Regions from separate parts of the Arachis hypogaea genome. Here region 1 is linked to region 2. Evidence: chromatin contacts called from public Hi-C data. All regions are on one chromosome and are shown on one strand. Each heading gives the region's core, a stretch centred on a gene start, on an enhancer-like site or on the middle of the called end of the contact. The rest is flanking DNA. Distances are from core to core; before and after follow the strand shown. Region 1 holds the start of LOC112783167 (guanine nucleotide-binding protein alpha-1 subunit). Region 2 has its middle 11 kb from the start of LOC114926137.

What was found. A called contact is a pair of places that touch in the nucleus more often than the background predicts.
Region 1: a Hi-C map of leaf shows a contact between it and region 2, with 4 times the contacts expected there. The contact joins the promoter of LOC112783167 here to the enhancer-like site in region 2. A contact is called at or near these places in 3 of 8 Hi-C or Micro-C datasets (all in leaf).

What each region holds. Positions count from the first base shown.
Region 1 is chr20:119,920,453-119,928,000 of arahy.Tifrunner.gnm2.J5K5, forward strand. LOC112783167 (guanine nucleotide-binding protein alpha-1 subunit) reads left to right here and starts at 3,179. Exons shown (of 14, transcript XM_025825974.3): 1 at 3,179-3,374; 2 at 4,526-4,710; 3 at 4,808-4,880; 4 at 5,140-5,177; 5 at 5,278-5,367; 6 at 5,530-5,607; 7 at 5,704-5,811; 8 at 5,902-6,003; 9 at 6,436-6,491; 10 at 7,055-7,189; 11 at 7,472-7,548. The coding sequence starts at 4,624.
Region 2 is chr20:119,825,996-119,832,865 of arahy.Tifrunner.gnm2.J5K5, forward strand. No RefSeq gene overlaps it. Among protein-coding and RNA genes, the nearest start is that of LOC114926137, 11 kb to the left of the region's middle. Within about 2 kb of position 1,381, at least 3 of the 3 cell types and tissues checked have open chromatin away from gene starts, as enhancers often do.

The DNA.
Region 1 (7,548 bases), core at 1,929-4,428, 96 kb after region 2:
AACTAGGACTGACATAGTAGCCGTAGTAACACACTCCTTCACCCAATTCCTCCACCTTAGGCCGAAATCCATCTTCTACAGCACAATATCTACAAAACTCCACCTTACTCTATCATAAGCTTTTTGAAAATCCAGCTTAATAATGGCCGCTGTCTTTTTCCTCGTCTTCAGCCAATGAACTATTTCACAGGCTATGAGTGTGCCATCATGAATTTTTCTGCCCTTTACAAATGCAGTCTGAGTCTCACCTATCAACCATGGCATAACGGACCTCATCCTCCTCAGCAACAACTTCGAAATCACTTTATAGACACACCCCACCATACTAATCGGCTGAAAGTCCTTCACCTCCTTTGCACCTTCAAACTTTGGGGCTAGTGTCACCCAAGTTACATTTGCATCCGTTGGTAACTTAGCACTTTGGAAGAACCTTAGTACCGCTGCACTGAATTCCTGACCAATATCCTCCCAGCATTTCTTATAAAGTTCATGTTGTACCCATCACTCCCTGGGGCCTTGGAAGATCCGCAATCCCACACTGCCTCCTTGATTTTCTCCGCCGATGGCAAAACTTCTAGAGCTTCAGCCTCATCTCTACTAATCTGTTTTACCAACCCATCCCTGACACCAATCCTCGGCGCGTAATCCTGTCTATATAAATCCTTGTAAAACCCCCTAATTGCACCTTTAATCCTCGCCTGATTCCGCACCAGTCTTCCATGGATCATCAGAGCATCGATCCTATTACTCCGTCTTCTGGCCGAGGCAATGTTATGGAAGTATCTGGTATTCTTATCCATGTTGGCAGCATGCTGGGACCGAGACATCTGCTTCCAGTGGATTTCCTTCCTGATGTACCATTTTTCACAAAAGCTCACCAGTGCCTTCCTTCTAGCCTCCGTTGTACCATCGTAAATTCCATTACTGACTAAATTGTCCAGCTTTGTGATCTCCTCCTCCAACCTCATCAGTCTCTTATCCATGTCCCTAAAGGTATTCTTGTGCCATTGCCGTAGTGGTATTGTTAAAGCCTTCAGCTTCCCTGTGAACTGAGCATCTCCCAAGTTTCTCCATTCAGTTCTTACCATTCTTAGAAAGCCCTCATGCGTAAACCAGGAATCTAGACTTCTGAATGGTCTAGGACCCCCTCCTAAACGCGTACCTTCCACAATCAACGGGTAGTGATCAGACAACCCTCGCGGCCCACCTTTTATCCTAATATCCGGGAACTTCTCAGCCCATTCAACATTGACCAAAACCCTATCAATCCGACTACAGGAACGACCTCGAAACCATGTGTACTTCCTATCAGTCAAAGGTAAATCCATCAACTGCATGTCATACACCCAACTTTTAAAATCGTCCGATGATGCTGGCAAGCTAGTCACCCCTTTGCGATCCTCAACTTGCAAAATTTCATTGAAGTCCCCTAAAAAGTAGAACGGGACCGAACACAAACCCGCAACATAGCTCAATTCTTCCCACACCCCCTGCTTCTCCTCCCTCGCATGCGCTCCGTACACCAGACAAAAAGCACAAAGGAAGTTGGTCTTCGTTAGCACGCCTTCAACGCATAACCACCGCTCACCTTTATAACAATTCTGTATTTTAAACACTACCTCATCCCAAATCAATAATAGACCCCCAGCCGTCCCTACAGACTCCACAAACTCCCAATCAACAGAACTATGTCCCCAAAGCCTTGCAATATTATATTTAGTAAGCACTTCTCTTTTTGTTTCAAGTAATCCTAACATATTCAAATTATACTTCTTCTTCAAAGATTTCACCATACTCAACTTTCCGTCTCCCCTCAACCCCCTAATATTCCAACAGGATTTCACTCAATTTATAAAATGTAAGGTTACAAAATATTTGAAGTTTTATACCTCCAACAGGATTTCACTTGATTTAAACTTAATAATTGATTCTCGATTTAATCTGGTAGATAATTTTGTAACTACAAATTATTTAAGAGACATTACAATTGAAAAATATTTAATGTAAGTTCTTATTACTTTTTTTTGGACAAATATTTAAAAAAATTTAAATATAACTTTTAACAAGAAAAAAATAAAAAAGCATAAATTTCAAGAAATAAATCATCTTAATTTTTTTCTCAATTAAAAAAATAAAATATGATCTTTAATTCTTTAGTATTTTTTTAATATTTTCTCTTACTTCTTCTTATAAAATATTTTCAAACGGAAAAAATTTGAAAAAATCTATTTCCTAAATTTCAGAATGACACGTAGAAAAATACCTATAAACCATCGTCTTCTCTACACAAGATAATTCTGGCACAACTCGTAAGCTACAAAAGACGAAAATCAGTATGATGCCGATTGCTTAGTTATAACATCTGATATTAAATCTGGCACCAAATTGATACGAGAATGTCACAAATTTGGAAAGAAAAAGCAAAAAACAAAAAAAACCCAGAGCAATGGTGTTGATTAATAATAATAAATATTCTGAATTGGGAATCAGCTACAAAAATTGACCTGAAAAGTGAAAAGGCTTGGAAATGAATCGTTGTTGATGGAAACAAAATGCTGTTTGTTTTATTAATTTGAAGTTACGTTACATTCTTCAATTTATAAGGATGATTTTATTGAGTTTGTCCATAACGTGATAAGTGGACGGTTGAGATGGTTTGATTGAGACGCTAATGTGCATCCAAGTGTTGCTATTTACAGATCCAACTCTTCTTGGAGAATTGGATTTGGCCCACCCATGGACCCCTTTATTTTCTACTAATGACATGACACAATTACCAAATACCTCATTTAATTTCTTTTCTTCCGAATAAAGCATTTTATGTTATGCAGTTAGATACTAAGTTAAGGACCATAGATTAATTTTAGTGCCTCATCCAATGGTCCAAACTATAATGACCAGTCCTGTGCTATTTTCTGCAAGGTTCAGTATGAAACAGACCCCTTTCTATCTTTTTCTTTAATCTCATATTTCGTATATTTAATTTAAGTCTGTATTCATCTCTGTATCACTATGCCCATTAGTTATTACCCGCACCGTTACAACATGCGTTTTATTATTATTATTATTATTATTATTATATGCGCCATTGTTACCTTAGTTTAACCAACATTAATTATTATTAATTAATAATATTGTTAATAATATTGTTAATATTATTATTATACCATAGTAGGATAGAACTAGAATACTATATCTTCCCCCACATTAGAACAACATTGCTGAACTTGCTTTCTGCTTTCTAATTTTCACTTCTTCACACTTCACTCTTCACACTTCACACCTCACACCTCACAAATCCACCAAATCTAGGAGCATATTCCAGCTCCACCACAAAACCCTGCAAAAAGAAACCCACTTTTGATTCTTTTCAGGTACCCATTCTCTTCTTCTGTTGCATTCCTAATTCAAGATCTTTTATTTATGGAGTTTGGAGGATTTTTTGTTCAGGAGATCTCTGTATTTGGTGTTAAACATGCAGATCGAGATGCGCATATATGCTACTTTATTATTATTATTTTCTTTTTCTTTGTTTATTTCACTTTTTATTTTTCTCTTCATATTTTCTGTATGTGTGTGTGTGTGTGTGTTTTACATTTGATTTCTTTGACAGTTTTCTACTATGTTATTCTCCTTTTGATGTGAACTCCCCTTTGAGGTGATTGTACTCTGAATACTCGTGCTTTTTCCTTGTACTTCAACTGCAAAAAAATGTTCCTTGCTCAGTGAGGAGGGAATCATCATTCAAGGCTTGAAATGATTAGTTTCTTTCTGTCCAGCTTGTATTGCTTAGCTGATAAAAAATATTAAACTAAAAAAAATGGAGCTTTATGATGCTGTTTTTTCTATGTGCTGATGGGGTCTAGCTGTGTGGTAAACCCCAAGTCATAGGTAGGTAACAAAAAGGTCTTAAGCAAAAGAAATAAAAAAAAAAAATTCAAGTTGTAGATACTGGTGCACAGGGCAAATTGTAAATTGAACTTTAGTCATTCATGCGTAGTTCATGATTAGATCACTATTTTTCTCCATATGCTGCATAGAGATTAGGATATTCAATACAGCTTCTTAATCAAGTAACTTGGAAGAGAATGATGCTAAACCTTGGATATGATTTGGAAAATATTTTTGGCTAAGAGTGTATTTTGGTGATAATTTGCAAATTATGGTTTGATTCAACGACCATTTTTTATTTTTTGATTTTGTTTGGGGGAGGGGGACTTAAAATTTAACTGAATGTGATTTTGACAATACATGTTTTGATGTTTTGAAAGACAAAACAAACACATACTTCGATGCAGATTTTGATTCAACCTGTTCTTGCTGTCCAGCTGTACCCTTAAGTCTGTTTTGATTTATGTGCTTATTTGTCTTATTACATGGATGAGAATATATTATTTGATTTGATTATGCCATGGCAAGTTGCATGGAGGTATCAGCATATGAATTGGCCTAAGATTTTCCACTGGAAGGGAGAGGGGTTGGGGAGGAACCTGCTTGTGTTTGTATGCTCCTGACACTGTTCTAGTTCCTTGTTAGGTGAACTCAAGCTCACTACTTGACATATGCATTAAAAAAGGGCATTGAAACACTTGTTTCTGGTGGAGCTTGACTAGTGCATCTTCTATGCTATCTTTTGTAACAGAACATATGGGGTCACTCTGCAGCAAGAATCGTCGTTATAATGATGCCGAGGCTGAAGAAAATGCACAGGTTCGCTTTTCTTGAAAAATTGCATACTACTTAGGCCACAGATAATTGTAAACATTAAAATGAGATCTAATTTGATAAAGCTGTTGTGCTTTTGCAGGCTGCAGAAATTGAGAGAAGAATAGAATTAGAAACAAAGGCTGAAAAGCATATTCAGAAACTTCTACTACTAGGTTTGTTTCATCTGGGTCAGCTTTCCCTTTATATCACAGTTGTGTTATTGTATATACTCCACATATAAGTTCCCAAGCAAAAAATTAGTCCAGGATTGAAACTCCTAGAAGGACTTGGAATCTAACATTGCGTCAGTTGTGATGTTATCAAGAGGAGAAATAATCATATATGCCACAATCTGTTACAACCTGCATGCTTTTGTTGATGTTACTTTTGTGGATTTACATAAATAAACAAATCGATTTCTCTGTTATTTAGGTGCTGGAGAGTCAGGGAAGTCTACAATCTTTAAGCAGGCAAGAAATTGCATGTTCTCTACAGCTTCTTAAGATAATATATGATTGCTAGGGTACCGTATATTTAGTGCTGACATTGCCTATTGGTTGAAATATGCAGATAAAACTTTTGTTTCAAACGGGCTTTGATGAGGCAGAGCTAAAAAGCTACATACCAGTCATTCATGCTAATGTGTATCAGACAATAAAAGTACGCAATACTTGAAAGGGTGTGTTGATTATTTTTCTTTTAAAAATACATAGAGCTTAATAGTGCCACCATAGTTTCAACAAAAAGTTAAATGTGAGTTGAGTTTTATTGGATATATTTGAGAAAATGGTTCCTTAGATTGTGCTTAACATGTTTAAACAGCTACTGCATGATGGGGCGAAGGAGTTAGCTCAGAATGATATTGATTCTTCAAAATATTTGATATCCAGTGAGAAGCAGGTAGTTATTTAGGTTTCTTTTCTGAAGCATCTGTTGCAGTTGTCTAACTTGTATGTCAAAAGTCTTGTTATTTAAAAGAGATTGATTTTATGACAGGGTATTGGTGAGAAACTCTCGGAAATTGGAGGCAGGCTCGATTACCCACATCTCACCAAGGAGCTTGCAAAGGAAATAGAGACTCTGTGGGAGGATGCTGCAATTCAGGTGGCTCTATTGCACACTTTGATTGTGTTGCCTTTGGTATTTCTCTCATAAATAACTTGGTATTTATGTCAAACATTTTACTTGCTGTAGGAAACATATGCCCGTGGTAATGAACTTCAAGTTCCAGATTGTACCCATTATTTCATGGAAAATTTGCAGAGGCTGGCTGATGCAAACTATGTTCCAACAAAGGTATCCAAGATTGGTTTTTCACTCTTTCTTTTGTTGTTACTGTAATGTGTTTTATTTTCTCTTAGTATGCTACAAACCTTTCTTTTCTATTTGGGCTATGTGTATTAAATGTTCCAAGTATGACAGTCCAAAATTTGAAAAAAAAAGTTGTAGATCATGTTTTGTTAATAACCATATTAATGATCATATCTTGCTTTATTCATCACAAATCTAATCAGCAGTTAGCTCTGTTTGATGTCCTAAACTTGTTTTTATCCATGATTCAATTTAACTTTCTAGTAGTTGCAAGCATATTAATATTGTCAATTGTGATGCTGCAAAAGTTACCTGATATGTAGTCATCACACCAAGCACACTATATTTTTTTCTTTTATAGAACCGTCAATATGAAATTGTTGTAAAATATCTCATATTTCTTTCACTGTTATACAGGAGGATGTTCTGTATGCAAGAGTTCGTACAACAGGTGTTGTGGAAATCCAGTTCAGGTGAACATACTGACCTGAAATGATAGTCAAATGCTTATTTCTGTCCCTCCCTTATACCGGATTGAAGACTTTTATATGTTGAGTAGTGCTGTATATTTGCTCATTATTAACCAACTTAGAATGAAGGCATAAACGTAGTTTCAAACAAATGCATTATTCAGTCTTTAGTCTCACTAGTTACTCTTCATATATAAATTTTCAGCAGTCTCTGAAGGGGACAATAAGTTAGATTCTACATTTACTGAGTGCAATTCCTTGGTTATGAATTATAGCTTTTGGAATATTAACCCTTTAGCTTGATTCCTGTTGCTTGAGCTTATATAGAAACAATGTTGTAGCATCTTGGTACCTATTACTTTTTCTCTCTACCTATTACTAATAAGTATTCACAACCTTAGATTGAGATAAGTGTGATTCAGTCTTGGCATGTATGTGTGCACATGAAGGCAGTTGTGCTCTTGTTGGTTACTTATTATTCATAATGTCATGTTGCTTTTTCTCAAATCTTAATCTGGTTTAGAGATTGGAACAACTTGATTGGTATGTCTGTGCTATTTTGACAGCCCTGTTGGAGAAAACAAGAAAAGCGGTGAGGTCTATAGACTCTTTGATGTTGGGGGCCAGAGAAATGAAAGGAGAAAATGGATCCATCTTTTTGAAGGAGTTTCAGCTGTAATATTCTGTGCTGCTATTAGCGAGTATGGTTTACCAATTGTTTGCGTATATTAATATGATTACAAAATAATGTAATTTTAGCTGCATAACTTAGTTATGAGTATACACCTTCTATGAGTTATCATCTTACTTAAAAGCACTTACCAATTACTTGAAAGTGATGAATAAGGGAAACTCGTTCTAGTGCTGTAGGTAAGGATTTAGCATGTTTGGTGTTAGTAATGTTAGAGAGTTTGGTGTGTAATAACTGATAATTAATAGGTGTGTGAAGCTACTATGGTCTTGACATGATATTTGCTTTTCAGGTATGATCAAACGCTTTTTGAGGATGAGAACAGGAACAGAATGATGGAGACTAAGGAACTTTTTGAGTGGGTCCTTA
Region 2 (6,870 bases), core at 131-2,630:
AAGCGAGGGAGAGTAATGCACTAGGTTGAGGATGGTTATAGAGCTTAGTCCCACAAGGTGAAAAAAAACCGGCTTTTTTTTTTTTGGAATGTTGAAGTGAGTAGCTTACATGTAGGATTGTGGTTTTATGTTGCAGGATGAGGACAAGGAGGCTTGATGCTCTTCCCTGTTGTCACAATCTGGAATTTGCTCGAACTTGGGATACTAAAGAACTAAGATCAATGGTTGGGTTAGTGTGTTAAAGATTTATATTGTCATGTTGGCTTAATGAGGATTTGGGGTAGTGTAAGAAAAGTTTGTTATGGTTTGAATTAGGGGTGTGCATGGCCGGCCCGACTCGAAGATTCGGCCCGATCTCGAATACTTTAGAGGCTATTTTGGTATAATTTCACCGGGTCTAGAACCACGTAAGGGTCTCAAAAATAGACCCGGTCATTATTTTGGGTCGAGTCCGGGCCATGGCTCGGGTCACCCGAGTCGGCCCGATGGCCCGGTCATCATATACAATTAATATTTTGTGTTATTAGTGATGGATAATGGTTATTCTTATGTGGAATTTAAGTATTGTAAACCTTAATATTTTGTGTTATTAGTTATTATAAGACTATAAGTTAATGTTTTATATTTAAAATGCATAAGATTTTAGATTAATGCATAATATTGTGTTATTTATATTGATTTAAATATTTGGTGTTATTAGACAATATTAGTATTGATTATGGTTATACTTTAATTTTAGAGAAGAATTGGTTCTTATATTTTTCTAAGTGAATTTTACCATGTCAAATAATGGTTGGAGTCTTTGAAATTTGGATATTTTCACATGCTAGCTTATAAGAAGGTATCAAGGTAATATAATGTTAACGGCCCGATTTTCACTCGGTTTTTACCCGGTATAATCGTAGCCCGAAAGTGTATAGATTTTATCGGGTTTAGAGTCGGGTTCGGATCTAATAAATAGACCCGATATATATTTTGAATAGAGTCTGAATCACATCAAATCCGATTTCATCCGACATATTACACAGCCCTAGTTTGAATGTTATGTTGTGTTTGAACAGCAGAACCGATTGTTCTAAGATCTCTCCAGGCGAGAGGGAGCATTCCTCTGATAGGGTTTTTTTTTTTTTTTTTTTTTTGGTTACATGATAGGGAACTTTTACTCAAGGGTAACTGGGTAAGTAACACAATATTGGGTTAATTAGATACTTTTTCATAATTAATGTATTGCATTTTCTTTTTTGGTAATGATCCATGAAGAATCCGTAGAACTAAGTGGCCCAACTATAGTAAAATGGGCTAACCATAGATACAAGTGGCCCAACCAGAGAATCCATAGTATTTTACCAGTGTGTAACATAATGTGTCAACGTCACGGTATCATTATTTTTTATGCATAGTCCAATAATATAACCTATCCTATCATTAGGATCATATATTATGCTGTATATCACTTAACTTTTTTTCTTTTTTCCTTTAAAATTATTTGCTATAATTTCATATTTTTGAATTAAATATAAAAAATACATATATCATGTACCACCAACAAAAATCTAGAAACGTAGTTATTAATAAAAAATTAAGGGGGAAAAAACAAATAATAAATCGGTTTAACTTAATCCAACACGATTAAACATAAATCTAACACATATAATTCAACAAGTATAATAATTCATGTGATAAAATTAAAATTATAATTTTAAGATGTTTTATTAAAATTAATTTAAATTATAATAATTTGATTAATAAATAAATAATATGATGTGCGTTGTTTATTTTTTTTAATATAGTGTTAAGTATATCAATTCAAATGTAGTTATTAATTTTAGTGTTAATTTATTTTGTTCAATAAATTAGACATATATACTTAATGTCAAATTAAATAGTCAAGTAACACTTAAACTCACCAATAAATATTTGTATATTGTTTTAATATTAAGTAAAAACATATCAAAGTTAACTCAAAATGAATAACAATAAATTATTAGAAATTTCTAATGCACAAATTTCACTAATAAACAGTAAATAATTTAAATTTATTAAAAAATAACTTAATATCCTCTTTTGATGTATACAAAATTTGTACCAGAAACAATAATATAAGATATTAGTATATAAAATTCTATGATTTAATTTTAGAATAGTTTATCAAGAGAATAAAATAATTCAAATTTTCATGATAATTTTAATATCTTCAAACTATAAATGTGAAATAAGAATGTATTATTAATTAGTACTTAGGATTTATTAATTTTTTTACTTTACATTAATAAATTTGACTAAGAGATTAAGAAATTATCTTTTCATTATAAGCTCTCAAAAATCTCTCTATATACTACATTTATCGTGTAGTTATCTTCTAAGTGTTCATAATTTTGCAACAACTAACACTCGTAAACTATCCTTACTCTTTACTCTTGATAACACAATATACAGTTGACCGTGGGTAAAAACTAGCCTAGGTATATCATACTCTGAAGCAGTTATCTAAAGTTTCATAACAATATTACTTATCATTGGAACTTATTCCATATGATTAATTTAGCTTTGGTTATTAACTTTAGGAGTGGCAGGAGTATCCGAATCTGCGGATACCCGGCCCGTCCCGCACCCGGAGAGGGGGTTTATCGGGGCAAGTGCACTGGTGGGACGGGGCGGGGTGGGGGCTAGGGTGTACCCGCCCTACCCGCCTGGAGTATATATTATATATTATAATATAAAATAAAATATATAATATAAATATATAAAAATCATTAAATATAAAAAATATATAAATGACTTTTATAGTTGTGGCTAGGTTTCAATTTCACAGTTTCACTTTTGACTCCAAATTCAACCTAATCTTCTTCTCCAATCGAGCTTTTTCTTCTCCAAATCTGCCTGTTGCCGTCGTTCTCAGTCTGAGAGAAGGGCTTCGCCTCCGTCCTCCGTCCGAGAGCAGAGCTTCGCCGCCGTCTTTCGTCTAAGAGAAGAGCTTCGTAGCCGTCCTCCATCTGAGAGCAAAGCTACACCGTCCTCCTCTGTCCTTTTCCGTGAGCCCGTCGCCGTCGCTGTCGTTGTGAGTCTGTCACCGTCTCTACATTCTGCGAATCACTGGATTTGTAAGTTTCTCTTTCTCTTTCTCTCCTATTGTGAATTTGCAACTAAACCTTGAAACTAGAACACTGGATCTGTAACTAGAACTCTGTAACTATGAGTTAACTTCCCACTATTTGATATTGATGGGTCAGATTGTTGTGTTTATCTGAGTCATGTTAGGAGGAGTTTGCAACATTTATACTTATATTGTTTCTAACCTGTGGTTGGATATATAATGTTTATCCTAGATTTTCTGGTTTTACATTAAAATTTCATAGTCATATATGCAATGGTTGCAGAACACAAAGGAAGAGGAATGTCTCTACCCACACCCACAAGAACAAAGAACCTTTTCTTTTTTTTTCTTTATTAATAACTGTTAACTCATCATTTTTATACATATTAATTATTCATTAACAATATACATTATTCTAAATAAATAGATGATGGATAGGGATGAAATATTATTATTTTGATGTACATTGAGACATCCAATTTGCACGAGGGCTTCTGTGTTATTATCTTGTGCTTTTTATCTCTTAGTAGAAATTTATTACCTTTTTTTCCTTTTTTTTTCTTCTTCTTCAATGAAATTATAGTTTCTCCTTTTAATAATTGCCACTTGATGACCGGATTTCACTCACTATATAATAAATCCGTTCTTTGGCAAGCGCACCAAATATCGTCAAGTAATAACCCACTAGGAGTGGGGTCGAATCCCACAGAGATTGGTAGATTGAGCAACTTTAATTAATGGGTAAATTAGTCAAGCTGAGCAATAGAGATTGTTTAGTGCAGAATTCTAAATTAACAGAAATGTAAATGACTTAAAAGTAAAAAAAAAAAGCAATAAAGTGCAGAAAAGTAAATGACAAGAATGTAAAGTGCTGGAACATAAATGGCTGAATGGTAATGGACAATGGGTAATGACAGAAATTAAAGAAAATCTATAAAGAATAGGAAATATAAGAATAGGGAAAATTCATTGGAATTGGGAGATGTTGTTCTCTTTGGATTAGATCTAGATCATATCTTCTTTAATCATGCAACTCATTGACCTCTTGGCAATCATGATTGATTGAATCTTTATCCCTTGGTGATTCAATCTCTCAAATCTTGATAATCAGCCAATTCCTTGGTCTAATTGCTTATGAAGAGAGATATGCTTGGTCCCTGATTATACCACACATCCTCATAGATCCAAATAGTGGGTAGATTTCATGTCACCATATCCAATCCCAAAACCCAGATCTACTCAATTGTGAGAAGAGATTTCAAGCATGGTTTCATGTTTCCTTTTTCAAGGCTCCCATGAAACTCATTTTGCATTCAACCTCTTTCCCAAGATGATTGAACACTAGCATGAAGAACGAAATTCCTTGTAGCAAATCAAAGAGAAGATGAAGAGAAAAAGAAATTCACTATCAGTAATCCATCAAGTACAAAAAAACTCCCTCTCCCAATGAGAGGGAGTTTAGCTACTCATAGCTTAGAGAAAAGTACAAGAGATGGAGAAGATGAAGTGAAGTCTAAAAGTAAAACTATCAACTCCAAGACTAACTAGCCAATCCGCCCAACCCCCTTTTCAGTACTTCTAGGGGATATTTATACTACTCCTATTACTAGAATTAAAAAGTACAAAAGAGAAAAGAAAATTACAACTAAAAAGAAAAGGAAAAACTAATGGAAATGAACCATGTGCCTGGCGTTTGAGTGGCGTGCCACGCCTAGTTTCTCAGCTTGGCTTGGCGCGCCATGCCTGGCGTCCAAGTGGCACGCCACCTTCATTCAGCTAACCTGGCGTGCCACGCCTTCGAGTCCAACTGGCACGCCCAGGGTCTTTCCTTTGCTCAGCTAGACTGGCGTGCCACGCCTTTGAGCTCAAGTGGCATACCCAAGGGTCTTTCCTTTGTCCAGCTTCTCTGGAATCTTGAACTGGCGTGGCGCGCCCGTGTCTGGCGTGCCACGCCCATAGCAAAAGCTTCATCCCTCTTCTCTGGAAGGTAATACTGGCGTGCCACGCCCAGTAGCTGGCGTACCACGCCCTTGATGGTACATGACTAAGTCCCTCTGGCGTGCCACGCCTGGTGTTCAAGTGGCACGCCCATAGTTATTTTGCCTTGGCGTGCCACGCCTAAAGTCCCAAGTGGCACACCCAGGTCTTCTCCTTTCTTGTGAGCTTGTGCTGGCATGCCACGCCTTCGAGTGACACGCCCAGTGTTGATATTTAAATTCTTCATGCCTGGCGTGCCACGCCTTCGACTCCGAGTGGCACGCCCAGTATGCTTAGCCTTCTATTCCTCTTTGCTTAATTGAACTGGCATGCCATGCCTTCAAGCTCAAGTGGCACGCCCATTTTGGTATTAAGCTTCTCCAAGCTTGGCGCGCGACACCTAGAACCGAAGTGGCACGCTCAAGACACAAATAAGGTTGGCGTGCTACGCCTTCGACCCCAAGTAGCACGCCCAGTATTGAACCTTCAACTTTCTTCTCTGGAACAATGAACTGGCGTGCCACGCCTTCGAGCCCAAGTGGCACGCCCAGTGTTTATAATGAAATTGGCGTGCCACGCCCCCTTGTATGTCTTTAAAGATGTTCTCTGGAAGCGTGCCACGCCTGGCCCTGGTGTGCCACGCCCATAGTAAAACTCCAATGATGCTTCTCTAGAAAATATAGTTGGCATGCCACGCCTGGCCCTGGCGTGTCACGCCCATAGTAAAACTCATTGTCCCTTCTCTGGTCTTGACAACTGGCGTGCCACGCCGATACAGTTTGTGGGCGTTTGTACCAAGTGGCACGCCCAGCACACTTTTCTTGTTTCCTTCGTCTTTTGTTGCTCTTTTCACCTGAAATCCAAACAAAACTCATCTCAAAGCAATGTACCATAATATTCATCATTTAACTCTTGAAATTGCATTGATTGAATGAGATTACACTCTTTTTATGGTCCTTTTGGATAGGAGAAAGAGGTAGATGATGCAAGTCATCACAACACCAAACTTAAGCTTTGCTTGTCCCCGAGCAAATCAATGTGGATTATTCTTAATTGATTGAGACTTGACCCTAAAGAGATGCATTCACAATTAAGGATAGAGGCTAAGTATCAACTCATGCATGATCCTTATTATGTCCATACCACAATGAACTCTTGAACCTTTTGAGGATTCTTTTTAAGTACTTGCCTTTAGAGCCCTTTCTATTGATTGTCACCTTGAAGTAGTAAGACTTATTCTTTTTCTTTTGATTGTTCTTTTCACTTTTCTTTTGTTATCATTTGATTGACCACGACTCTAAGTATTTTATCTCAAGACGACCCTTTAGGTTAAGCTTTCAATTAGCACTCCCAAACCAGTTGGTTTTAGGGTACTAGGTGTTGAAACACCCCTAAGAATTTACTTGCTCAGGTCTCTCTTCTTGACACATCTTCACCACAAGCATATACTAGAATCTTGTCTCTTTGAGCTAATTGTTTCTTTTCATAAATCCTAGTATTTAATGCTCAAAGCCTTGGGTCTTTTGCTTACTACTTCTTGGTTCTATGGATATTCAAGGGTCATCCTTAGCATTTACTTGTCTAATCCTCTATGTCTAATTGTTCATCATGGTCTATTCACTTCCAGAATTTCATTCATGATTACACACTTTATTCCTCATCTCTTGATCTTGAATTATCTCACTTGGGTCTTAGTCTTTTTCTCTTGTTTTTGCAACAACTCATCATTGATTTTTATGGAAACAAACTACTTTTATTATTGATGTGATGAGAACTTAACAAACAAAGACATTTTCTTT